Regions from separate parts of the Mus musculus genome. Here all the other regions are linked to region 2. Evidence: chromatin contacts called from public HiChIP or PLAC-seq and promoter capture Hi-C data. All regions are on one chromosome and are shown on one strand. Each heading gives the region's core, a stretch centred on a gene start, on an enhancer-like site or on the middle of the called end of the contact. The rest is flanking DNA. Distances are from core to core; before and after follow the strand shown.

What was found. Promoter capture Hi-C pulls out the DNA fragments that hold promoters and counts their contacts. HiChIP or PLAC-seq counts read pairs in DNA pulled down with a chosen protein or histone mark.
Region 1: a contact with region 2 is called in a promoter capture Hi-C map of cranial neural crest. The contact joins the enhancer-like site here to the promoter of Pqlc3 in region 2. A contact is called at or near these places in 13 of 39 promoter capture datasets (the 3T3-L1 cell line, the C10 cell line, cranial neural crest and 8 more), 1 of 15 datasets of contacts at CTCF or cohesin (the NIH/3T3 cell line), 7 of 484 Hi-C or Micro-C datasets (cortical neurons, embryonic stem cells, nephron progenitors and 2 more), 3 of 115 datasets of contacts at active chromatin or transcription factors (embryonic stem cells, neural tube and stem cell-derived neural progenitor cells) and 2 of 9 other capture datasets (embryonic stem cells and pancreatic islet).
Region 3: a contact with region 2 is called in an H3K4me3 HiChIP or PLAC-seq map of stem cell-derived neural progenitor cells, with 14 read pairs. The contact joins the enhancer-like site here to the promoter of Pqlc3 in region 2. A contact is called at or near these places in 3 of 39 promoter capture datasets (the 3T3-L1 cell line and cranial neural crest), 4 of 484 Hi-C or Micro-C datasets (adipose-derived mesenchymal stem cells, cortical neurons and myocytes), 3 of 115 datasets of contacts at active chromatin or transcription factors (bone marrow-derived macrophages, memory CD8 T cells and stem cell-derived neural progenitor cells) and 1 of 9 other capture datasets (embryonic stem cells).

The regions. Positions count from the first base shown.
Region 1 is chr12:16,738,254-16,741,853 of GRCm38.p6, reverse strand. Greb1 (gene regulated by estrogen in breast cancer protein) reads left to right here. Exons shown (of 35, transcript NM_015764.4): 4 at 1,600-1,965. The coding sequence starts at 1,809. Among named protein-coding and RNA genes, the nearest start is that of Greb1, 61 kb to the left of the region's middle. Within about 2 kb of position 1,888, at least 14 of the 459 cell types and tissues checked have an H3K27ac peak or open chromatin away from gene starts, as enhancers often do.
Region 2 is chr12:16,998,332-17,001,620 of GRCm38.p6, reverse strand. Pqlc3 (PQ loop repeat containing) reads left to right here and starts at 1,503. Exons shown (of 7, transcript NM_172574.2): 1 at 1,503-1,808. The coding sequence starts at 1,666.
Region 3 is chr12:17,359,024-17,362,413 of GRCm38.p6, reverse strand. Nol10 (nucleolar protein 10) reads right to left here. Exons shown (of 21, transcript NM_001008421.1): 7 at 3,259-3,324; 8 at 1,220-1,280. Among named protein-coding and RNA genes, the nearest start is that of Mir3066, 5.3 kb to the right of the region's middle. Within about 2 kb of position 1,508, at least 25 of the 459 cell types and tissues checked have an H3K27ac peak or open chromatin away from gene starts, as enhancers often do. A contact at or near this core is called in stem cell-derived neural progenitor cells, where this site is marked.

The sequences.
Region 1 (3,600 bases), core at 639-3,138, 260 kb after region 2:
TGAGTGCTTGCTCTTGGCTCAAAAGCAGACATTGAACCATAAGTACAAATCAGAGAAGTGTTTGGGCAAGTGCCTGAGTTTTCTCTCAGTAAGATGTTATGAGCCATTAAAGTGATTTTAAAAGCATGTGTAAGGGGAATGAGAGACAAGTGTATATCAAGTGAAGTAATTATATATGATTATCACTCTGTGGGTACCCCATCCCTTCCCAGCCAAAGTTCTGAAGAGAGTGAAGGTTGCAAAAACAGCACAGTGGCAGGGCTGGTTCATGTGCTCAGTGGATGTGCTCTCCCTTAGCTGGTGAGAAGCTGTGGGTTTCATCCTCAGGCCTGCAAACAAAACAAACAAACAGACAAATCCCTGTGGCAGCACACTGCTGATTCATATACTACCATGCATTTGGGTTTGTTTGTTTTTGTTTTTTGTTTTTTGAGACAGGGCTTTTTTGTGTAGCTCTGGATGTCTTGGAACTTGCCTTGTAGACCAAGCTGGTCTCAAATTCACAGAGATCCTCCTGCCTCTGCTTCCTGAGCACTGGGATTAAAGGTGGGCCCCTCCTTTGCCACCTGCTTACCATGATGCATTTGTATCTTGGAGCCTCTGTGTTAAGTGGAAGAAGCCGTTGGCAGAAGGCTTCCTGGCCAATGCTTCCATACGTGCAGTAGACAGACCAAGGAAAATCTGCAGTGACAGAGAGCAAGCTTGTTGCAGGGCTGGGGGGTGACAGCTCTGACACTTCTTTCTGGGGATGATGGACATCCAGACTGGTCATGTCACAGTTGCACAACATGGAGAGTACAGTACAAACCAATGAGTTGTCTACTTTGGTGTGTGAGTTAGTTTGAAGTTACCACAGATAAAGCAAGGCCGATTGTCTTGGGGGGCTGGAAGTATCAGTGGTTTCCTCTTCTTTTCAGAGGTTCTGGGATTGTTCTGCATTACTCCTTATGATAAAGATGTTCAATAAGCTAACATACAGTCATATCAGTGGTTCTCAACCGTCCCAGTGCCGAGACCCTTTAATACAGCTCCTCATATTGTGATGATCCACAACCATAAAATTAGCTCCAGTGCTATTTTGTAACTGTAATTTTGCTACTCTTATGAGTTGTAATGTAAATGTGCAGTTTTTTTTTCTGATGGTCTTAGGCAACCTATAGGGTTTGGACCCCATAGGGGTTGTGACCCACAGGTTGAAAACCCTTTGGACTTTAAAGGGAGAATTTTAACAGCCAGCCTTTTACCAGAAACAGCAGAGATAGAGTCTGCTGATCCTGCCTTTAGGGGTGTGTGTGTGTGTGTGTGTGTGTGTGTGTGTTTGTGTGTGTGTGTGTGTGTGTGTGTGTGTGTGCACATGCATGTCTCCTGTAATCCTAAAACCTGGGCTCATGCTCTCACGTTATCACAGATATGAGTAGCCATTTCTGGCAAAAGTTAATCTCATTTGCCTGGGGACCCTTGGAGGCAGGATCCTATCTCTGGGGGAAATCAGGAAAGCCTAAACTCTTCTTTGTGGGATACGCTAAGAGGCAGTGGGCTCTCTGAGTGTGGACTCAGTGGGGGTTGTTACTTATATAACTTCCTGTAATTGCCTGGCAGGAGCTGTGGAGAGCCGCCCTCTCCTGTCTGGTGCTGAGCAGAGGCTGCAACCCGTCCCCTCTTGCTGCTGCTGCTGCTGCTGCTGCTGCTGCTGCTGCTGCTGCTGCTGCTGCTTGCCTCTTTGTCGGGCTTTGTGAGGAGTCAGCCCTTCTAGGCAGAACTGAAATGTCATTTTAACCAGAAGACTCTGTCTTCTTTGTGCTCCGGAGATGGGCAATTCCTATGCTGGCCAGCTAAAGAGCACACGGTTTGAAGAGGTCCTCCACAACTCCATCGAGGCTTCCTTACGCTCCAACACCCTGGTGCCCCGGCCCATTTTCTCGCAGCTGTATCTGGAGGCTGAGCAGCAGCTGTCATCGTTAGAAGGTAAGAATCATACATTTCTTATGTTGGTGTGTGTGCAGTTTTTATTACGTGTGGCTACCGTTAACGACAGCCCTATTCAGAAGATCTAGAGTCTAGTGAAAAAGAATGAAAGTTGCACACAGATATTTTTATTTGTTTAAAGGTAAGTTTCAGGCTAAAAAATACAAAGAAGAAAAATCTTGGACTCATAAGAGACAGGGAGAACACTGTATGCTGGGCTCCCCCAAAAGCATTATTTATATCTGATGAGATAGTTTGTTGGTAAGGGATTTTAATACGTCTGGCCCTCAGCTCTGTATTTCCTTTCTTTTCCTCTTGCGATTCATGTTCTTATCTTTGTAAAAATCATTTAGAGGTTATGTCTCTGTGTGGTAACAGGTGTAAGAGTCTCACAAAAGCTTAAAAGAAATTAACAGAAAACCTTTTTGAATTTTACATGTACCAAGACTTAAGTTAATAAATGATCTGTAAGTATGTGGAGGACTTGAGAATTCCCCTTATCTGGAAGGTAAACTGTGTTTTCATGTCACGTAAGTAAGCCTGAAGCAATCCACAGGATGAACGGCTACTAGTCTAGAATTATTTATTTATATGTAAGTTTATGCTCTTTGCTTGAAATTACACAGAAATGTAAATAGTTTTTGAAGTAGAAAAGGTCATGGTTTTAAAGTGGAAAAAAATCATTAAAAAGGAAAGAAAAATGTCTGTCAAGTTTGTACTATGTTGGGCTTTAGGGCACAGTGTGTGGCTTGCCTGTCTTGAAGAAACTCTGTGCTGAGCAGGCCCATGGATGCCTGAAATCTCTTATTTTTCTGAGAGGGCAAACAGAGCCTCCTTGCAAATGGCACAGATAAAGATCTAAGACCCCAACCTGGGTCTAAGTCTAAGAGATTGTAGCTTGTGACCGGTGCTGTCAGGACAACATGGAATTCTCTGATAGTCATTAAGAGAGTCCTCATGTTTTCTGGCATAGGAAGTGTCTGACCTCACAGGGCATAGAGAAGTCCTTGGATATTATTTAATTGATCCCATTTTTGATCAGGTGAAAGGTTTCTGTGAAATACAATTTCCAGGGACCTCCTTAACTACTTACGGAGTTGACAAGTCTTGCTGGTGTCAAATTGAGAGCAGCAATCATGCTGGTGATAATTTAGAATACTCCAACAGTGCCCTAAAATCTACAGTCCATCCGTTCACCTGCTATTGCTGAGGCCCAAGGTGACTTGGAGATTCTGAGGGGTCGCAGAATTGCTAGCTGGCTGCTCACAGGGGAACAGAGAGCAGCAGAAAGCCTGTGGGGGCTCCCAGTTACCTTCTCTTGAAGCTGAAGATCTCCCTAGGTGGCCGACTGGCCCCCTCTATTAGGATCTCTTCTTTGTTCAGAGTGTGGCATTTTCTAGGGACACTTCCCAGCCCCCACCCTGACTCTGCTAGAACCTAGGAGTTCCTACTTGCTTGTTAATGCTCTGCCACTGAGCTTCATCCCAGCCCCCAGGGACAGAGCTGAGACTTATGAGTTTGATTTCTCGGGTGCCGAGTGTCCCAAGCTCCTTGCCAGATGTCAGTGGGATTGCTGAGCCTTTGAGTGTGGGTGATGACTTGACCCAGCCCCTCTGCGCTTTTCCTTTCTCTGCA
Region 2 (3,289 bases), core at 254-2,753:
CTCCCCGCTGTGTTGTTTCTCCTGCGGAGATATACAGAGGTGCCAACTCTCCCCAGGTAGGGCTCCAATAGCCCAAAGAATCAATCCCATCATGTGCAGCTTTGGTCGACAATGCATCTATTGGGATTGTTAACTGGACTGCAAGTGATACAGGCACTGCACCACCCAGCATGGGTGATGACTCAGGAAAGAAAACTGCATCACTGACTGCAGTCAGGTTGTCAGCCTCCCTCCCCCTCCCCCAAAGCTACTGTTTACAGTTTATAAGCACTACAGGAGAGGGACCTCATGACACTCCCACTACACTCACCTTCCAAGGGTGTGCTATGGGCCCTGAGCTCTCCAGCCAGCGATCAGTTGCCCTCATATGAGAGAGAGCATGGACCCAACCGAGGGGAAACAGCAGCAACATCCCCTATCAATAGTCATCTACCAACTCCTTTGAGGACCTGAATTAGATCCCCAGAATCCACCTTAAAAAGGGAAAGTGGGGGGGGGGCGGTACACAGTCCTGGAGGAATGACACTTGAGGTTGTCCATTTGTTTACACAAGCACTCAATCACAGACTCGCACACATGCCAACAACAACAAAACCTAATAAAAATAAAAAGAGGAGGGAAGGTTGGAAAGAGTGGGCTCTCAGAGGGTACGATGGAACAAGCTTGTAATCCCAGCATTTGCCAAAAGAAGGTAGGAAAAAGCCAACATGGGTCGCGTGATCCTGTCTCAAACCACAAGGTCAACGGCCTGGTGCAGTGGCACACACTAGAAATCTTAGCACTTGGAAAGCGGAAGCAGGTGGATCCGAGGTTGAAGGCTGGCTTAGGCCACACACACACACACACACACACACACACACACACACACACACACACACACAGAGGGAGAGAGAAAGAGAGAGGGAGAGAGAGAGAGTTAGTTAGTTAGTTAGTTAGTTAGTTAGTTAGTTAGTTCAAGGCCAATTTGCATGAGAAAACAGGAAAATGAGCCTATGGGTGAATGTCCTGGTGTGTGTGTGTGTGTCCTGGTGTGTGTGTGTGTGTGTGTGTGTGTGTGTGTGTGTGTGTGTGTGTGTGTGTGTGTGTGTGTGTGTGTGTGTGTGTAGGCCCTGGGCCCACCTAACCCCGGAGAAGGCTAGTCTGTTCGGGCGTTTCCACTCTGCGAGGAGGAGCACCCTTGGGTGGAACCCGGAAAGTGAATCAGCAGTTGGCAGTGCCTGACAGGGCAGGGCAGAACCACCGCCCTGGGGTCTGGAAGGACCGGGAGCAGAGCAGACTCCAGGCAGTGCGCACACAGGGCAGGACAGAACCACCGCCCTGGAGTCTGGAAGGACCGGGAGCACAGCAGACACAGGGCAGGGAGCATCCCGAGCCAAGCCAACTCCGAGCTGGGTGCGCTAGGAGCGGAGCAGACTGGGGCGGGGTGCGCTCCGAGCGGAGCAGACTCTGGGCGGGGCGCACGGGCGCGGAACAGACTAAAGGGGTAGGGAGCATCTTGAGTGGAGCAGACTCGGGGCGGAGCGCACTTGCTGCACAGCAGCTCGGGGCGTGATCAGGGCGGGACCCGGCCGGCGGCAAGGCGGAAGGACTTTTTGGACTTTGAGCCTCCGGTTCTCACCTATAAGATCCTGAACCCCCCTGGCCCGGCACGTCCGAGATTGCAGAATGGAGGCCGGACTGCTATGGTTCTGCAACTGGAGCACGCTGGGCGTCTGCGCCGCACTCAAGCTGCCGCAGATTTACGCGCAGCTGGCGGCGCGCAGCGCGCGGGGCATCAGCCTCCCTAGTTTACTTTTGGAGCTGGCGGGGTAAGGTCCCGGGAGGCCTGCGAGGAATTGGGAGTCCGGGAAACCAAGGGTTAACTCGGGGGCTCGGGGCTAGGAGGTGCTTACCCGGGGCGCTCCCACCCACCTCCCCTGCTTCTTCCCAAATTCCACGATTTGCCTGAGCATGCCCATTTTACAAATTCAGCGAAGATGGGGAACTTGAGTAGACGTTTGAAAATTGAGCTGGGGTCCAACGGGTAGGGATGGCCTGTGACTGCTGCAGGAGCCAAGTTCTCAATAGCCTTGGCTATGTAGTAGAGTAAGGGGCAAAGTTGTAAAACTTTGGTTGGAAAAAGCAAACGGAAAACACACCCCTAAGTCCTGTGATCTTGCACCAGGCTGAGCCCTCTCGGTTTGACACTAGCCTCACCCCACGGTCACCCATTGGTCCTGTGTCCATTCAGTGGGGCGCGCCCATCTATAGAGTTGGGGAAGGGGTGCGGTGCTTCAAGGTGTACCTTTCCAGGGACGCTTGATGGTAGGCGGGGCTCTGAAGGGTCTCTGGCCCGTAAGGCTGCACAGTACAAGAGTATGTGAATTTCAGAGAAGGGAGAAGGCTGTCAGGGTGAGAGGTAAGGCAACAGACAGACTGGAGGATGCAAAAGTGACAGTCTGGCTGTGGCAGAGGATGCGGGTGTGAAGTCAGGAGAGCTATTTGACCTCTGGTTTGCTAAATTCTTCATAGGCATCTGAAGCTGAGGCTTCAGGATGCAGGACTGAATAGAAAGCTCAGGGATGCCTACAGAGTGCCAGCCCAACGTCTCCTATTCTGCTTGTAGCTAACTCTTTGCTGCCTGGCTTTAAATTCGTAAACTCAACCAGAGATGGTCTCAAATCCAACAGCTGACTCCAGTAGAAAACAGCTCTGGCCATGGAATGTTCCCCGGGATCTGGAAGGGTCTTGCAGTAGGTCGTGCTGTAAATAGCAGGCTCTTTCTGGAACTCCCAAAGGCCTCCCTTTCTCCCTTTGAGGCAGTAGGTGGGCTTAGCAGGGTTAAGACCAGTTCTGTGGCCAGAAGGCACGAATATGATCCACCATTGAAATCTACTAGTTATTTATCCCTACTTCCGCCAGACTACAATGGTTCCTAGTTCCTGAGAACTTTCTGAAGGTCCTTCTGGGGCCCCTACAGGCAAATCCTCAAGCAGCTTTATTGGTAAAGTTGTTTTAATCCAGAGGCAGGAACAATAGGGATAGGACGGCAATCTACCTGGATCCTGTCGGTCTACATTCTGACTCCTCCTTCCCTTCTTTAGCTCCCTTCCCCCTCCTTCTCCCTCCATGAGTAGGGTGGTCACTACAATTCTGCTTCCCTCCTGGGCCTTGCTTGCCTGTCTGCCTGCCCCTCACCAGCCAGATGGTCTCTGAGGCATCAGGAAGACACTAAAGGACACCACTGTCAAACCAGCTTTCATACACCAGAGGCGATTCCTTGGGGGCATAGGCCCTCCTCTGATTTCAA
Region 3 (3,390 bases), core at 259-2,758, 360 kb before region 2:
TGACCCTTGAGTTGGCTCCACGGGAAGAAGACATTTATATTTTATGAAAAAGGTCTTTATGGCTTTGTTTGAATAAGAACCTCACTGTCATCCAGGCTACCGTTGACTTCCAGGGCTCAAGTGATCCTCCTCCGTTAGTCTCCGGAGTAGTTAAGATCATTGGATAGGTCTTTTCTTTAATCTGGATTACTTTTTACTTTTTTAGCTTTGGGAGGTTGTTTGTTTGTAGACAGGGTTTCTCTGTGTGGCCCTGGCTATCCTGGAACTCAATTCTGTACAGCAGGCTGGCCTCCAACTCAAGAGATCCGCCTGCCTCTGCCTCCCAAATTGGGATTAAAGGCGTGCTTCACCACGCCTACCTTATTTTTTGGCTTTTTGAGACAAAGACTTTTATAGCCAAGATCAGCTTGCACTCACTGTATAGACAAGGCTAGCCTTCAGCTTCTAATTCTCTAATATCTACTACCAAGAGTTGGGGTATGGTCTACCATCCTCAGCTTGAGTCCTTGTTTTTAAAAATTGTATTTCAAATATTTAGGCATGAAGTGTCTTAATGTTCATAATTTACTTTCAAATGGCTTAGAAAACCTCTTAGAAAATGACATGTTTATTTTAAAAAGGAATGTGTGGGACGCTATCACTGAACTGTTTTCAACATGTCTAAAGGTGTAATTTTCTTAAATACATTAAAAGCTAAAGATTGATTAATTAATTGGTTTGACTGACTATCTGATTGTCTCACGAATTTAGACACCACTAGGGACCAAACCTAGGTCCCACAATGTTAGGCAGGTCTCTATTTTTAATTGGATATATTTGTATGTCTCTATATAGGTATGAGTCTGTGGGTGCATGTGCCCAAAGGGCAAGATGATCTCAGATCCCCAGAGCTCAAGTCATAGGCTGTTGTGAGCTGCTCTACCTGGGTGGTGGACACCAAATTCAGGTGCTCTATAAGAGCAACAGTACACTTGTAACTGCTGAGTCATCTCTCCAGACCCCAGAAAATCTTTTTTGAAATGAAAAACAGTTCAGTGGGTAAGGGGACTTGCTGCCAAGCCTGACAACCTGAGTTCAATGACTCACACAGAAGAACGGAACCAACTACAGTAAGTTGTCTTCTTATCTCTATATAAGCACAGTGGCAAGTGTGGAATGCACACAAACTGAAACTGTCAACAAATGAAACACATTTGTTTCAGTGTGAACACGCACTAACCTCTATTGTTCCTGTGGCGAACAAGCCATGCACTGCATTTATGTCACAAACATTGTTCTCCCTAAACAGCAACACAAACACAGGAGAAAGTATTAGGGAGCATCTAGCTCAGGGGAAGAGAGAGGCACTCAATGAACGCTCTAAGTCTGTAGGCATCCAAAGCCTGTGGACAGAAATATGCAGATGCTCATCCACAAAGGAAATGCACCGAGGCACGGGTGAGTAACGGCATGGCTCACAGTCACCAGAGCCCCAATACCCAGGGGGACACTACCTGCTAGATGCCAGACAAGAGAGGCCCTCCTTCTGAAATACTATCCCACCATGAGAAGAAAGGTCCTTCTATTTTCTTCCAAGGCAAGGCAGCATTCTTAAGGACACAGGCCATCACTATGGCAACCTCAAGACCTGAATGTGCAAACAAAGCCTCATTTTCTTACTCGCTGGAGTGAATTTTGACCTTCCTCAATGGGTTACTGTGAGGATTAAATCACAGAACAAAATGCTCCAGTCCAGAGTATAAAGGATATGTAATAAATAACAGAGGTTATGAACAGGAAATTAAGCAGCTGATGAGCAGGTAATTTTTCATTACATAATAATGTATTTCTTAAAAGTTTAAGTTCTTGTATAAGAAGACTTGTAATTTAATCCCAGCACTCAGGAGGCAGAACTGGGTGGAAATTACAAGTTTTTAAACAAAAGTATTTTAAACCAGGGGAAGAACCAAAGCATTTTTCCAGCTCAGGATTTTTACCACTCCATGTTCTTTCAGAAAGCTCTCGTAGAGATAAGGCACAGGTAGTAAGCTCTGCATGTACAGATGGGCAGCAGTCCCGCTTCCACACCTGCCTAGCTGCAGGGCCCTGGGCAAGCCGCCTACCCCAGTGCAGCTGCCCTCTGTGAACGGAGACAGGGCGGGCCCTACCAGACCCTGCTGTCACTGTTAGCTGATACAGATAGAGGGCTGCACGGCACTCGGCATGGGGAGTGCATCCACTCTTCTGCACATCTGCTACTCGTCATTATAAGGAGGTAGACGGTAGGGTCACTCCTGAAGAATGTCTTTTTGAATAAAAGTATAACTGAGCATGGTGGCAATGTCTGTCATCTTAGCTCTGTGGAGAGGGAGACAGGAGGACTGCCACAAGATGGAGGCCAGCTTGGTCTCTATTAAATGCCAGACCACACAGGGTACATGGAAACACTGTCTCAAAAGGAACAGAAAGCAAAATAAATGCAAAAGAGTAAGTATAGAACAATAAAATTACCAAAAAACTTTTTTAAAGGAAAAGGTAGCTTAGAATATGTAGCAAAAGAAAAAAAAACAAAAAACAACTAAAAATTTAAATGTCTACTAATCAAGAATAAAATTTTAAAGATTTCCACAAATTGAGTGTGACAGTGCGTAACTTTAAGCCCAGCAGCTGGGAGGGAAGCTCAGACAGATCTCTTGGCATTCAAGACTAAGCTAGTCTACATAGTGAATTATATAGGACAGCCAGAGCTATAAGGTAACAAACCCTGTCTTAAAAAAGGAATTCACAAAAAAAGAGTAACACAAAACAAATCATTGATGAAAACTTAGTAATAAAAGTAAAAATAATAAACTGAGTTTTTAAAAGTTGGGTAGAAGTTTTGTTGTTGCAGTTTTAAGACAGGGTCTCTGTATAAAATCCTGGCTGGCCTGGTCTCTCTCTATAGCCCCAGCTGGCCTGAAACTTGCTATGTAGACCAGGTTGGTCTTGAACTCAAGAGATCCACCCAGTTCTGCCTCCTTTGTGCTAGGATTAAATTACAAGTCTTTTTATATAAGAACTTAAACTTTTAAGAAATCATAGGGTCAGGTGGTAGTGGTCTTGGGAAAAGGAAAGAAACGGACCACCACCTTCAGTTCTGATTAAGAGCAGTTAATGATGTTCTTTTAAATGATGGCCCAGGATGCTGGTTTAATGCAACTAGGTCACTTGATAACAACACGAGCCTCTGGCTCCATCTCCTGGGCAAAATTCGTGCAGCAGTAGAACTGGAGTACTCACGCGGCGTCCGTCTGGAGAGGATTCAGGTACCGCCCTTGTTCTAAGTTTAATCTATAAACTTCAGAGCTGCAAGGGACAAAGGATCTGGTGAACTATAAGCATTTCGGGTGAGTAAGTATAAACTTCAGAAGC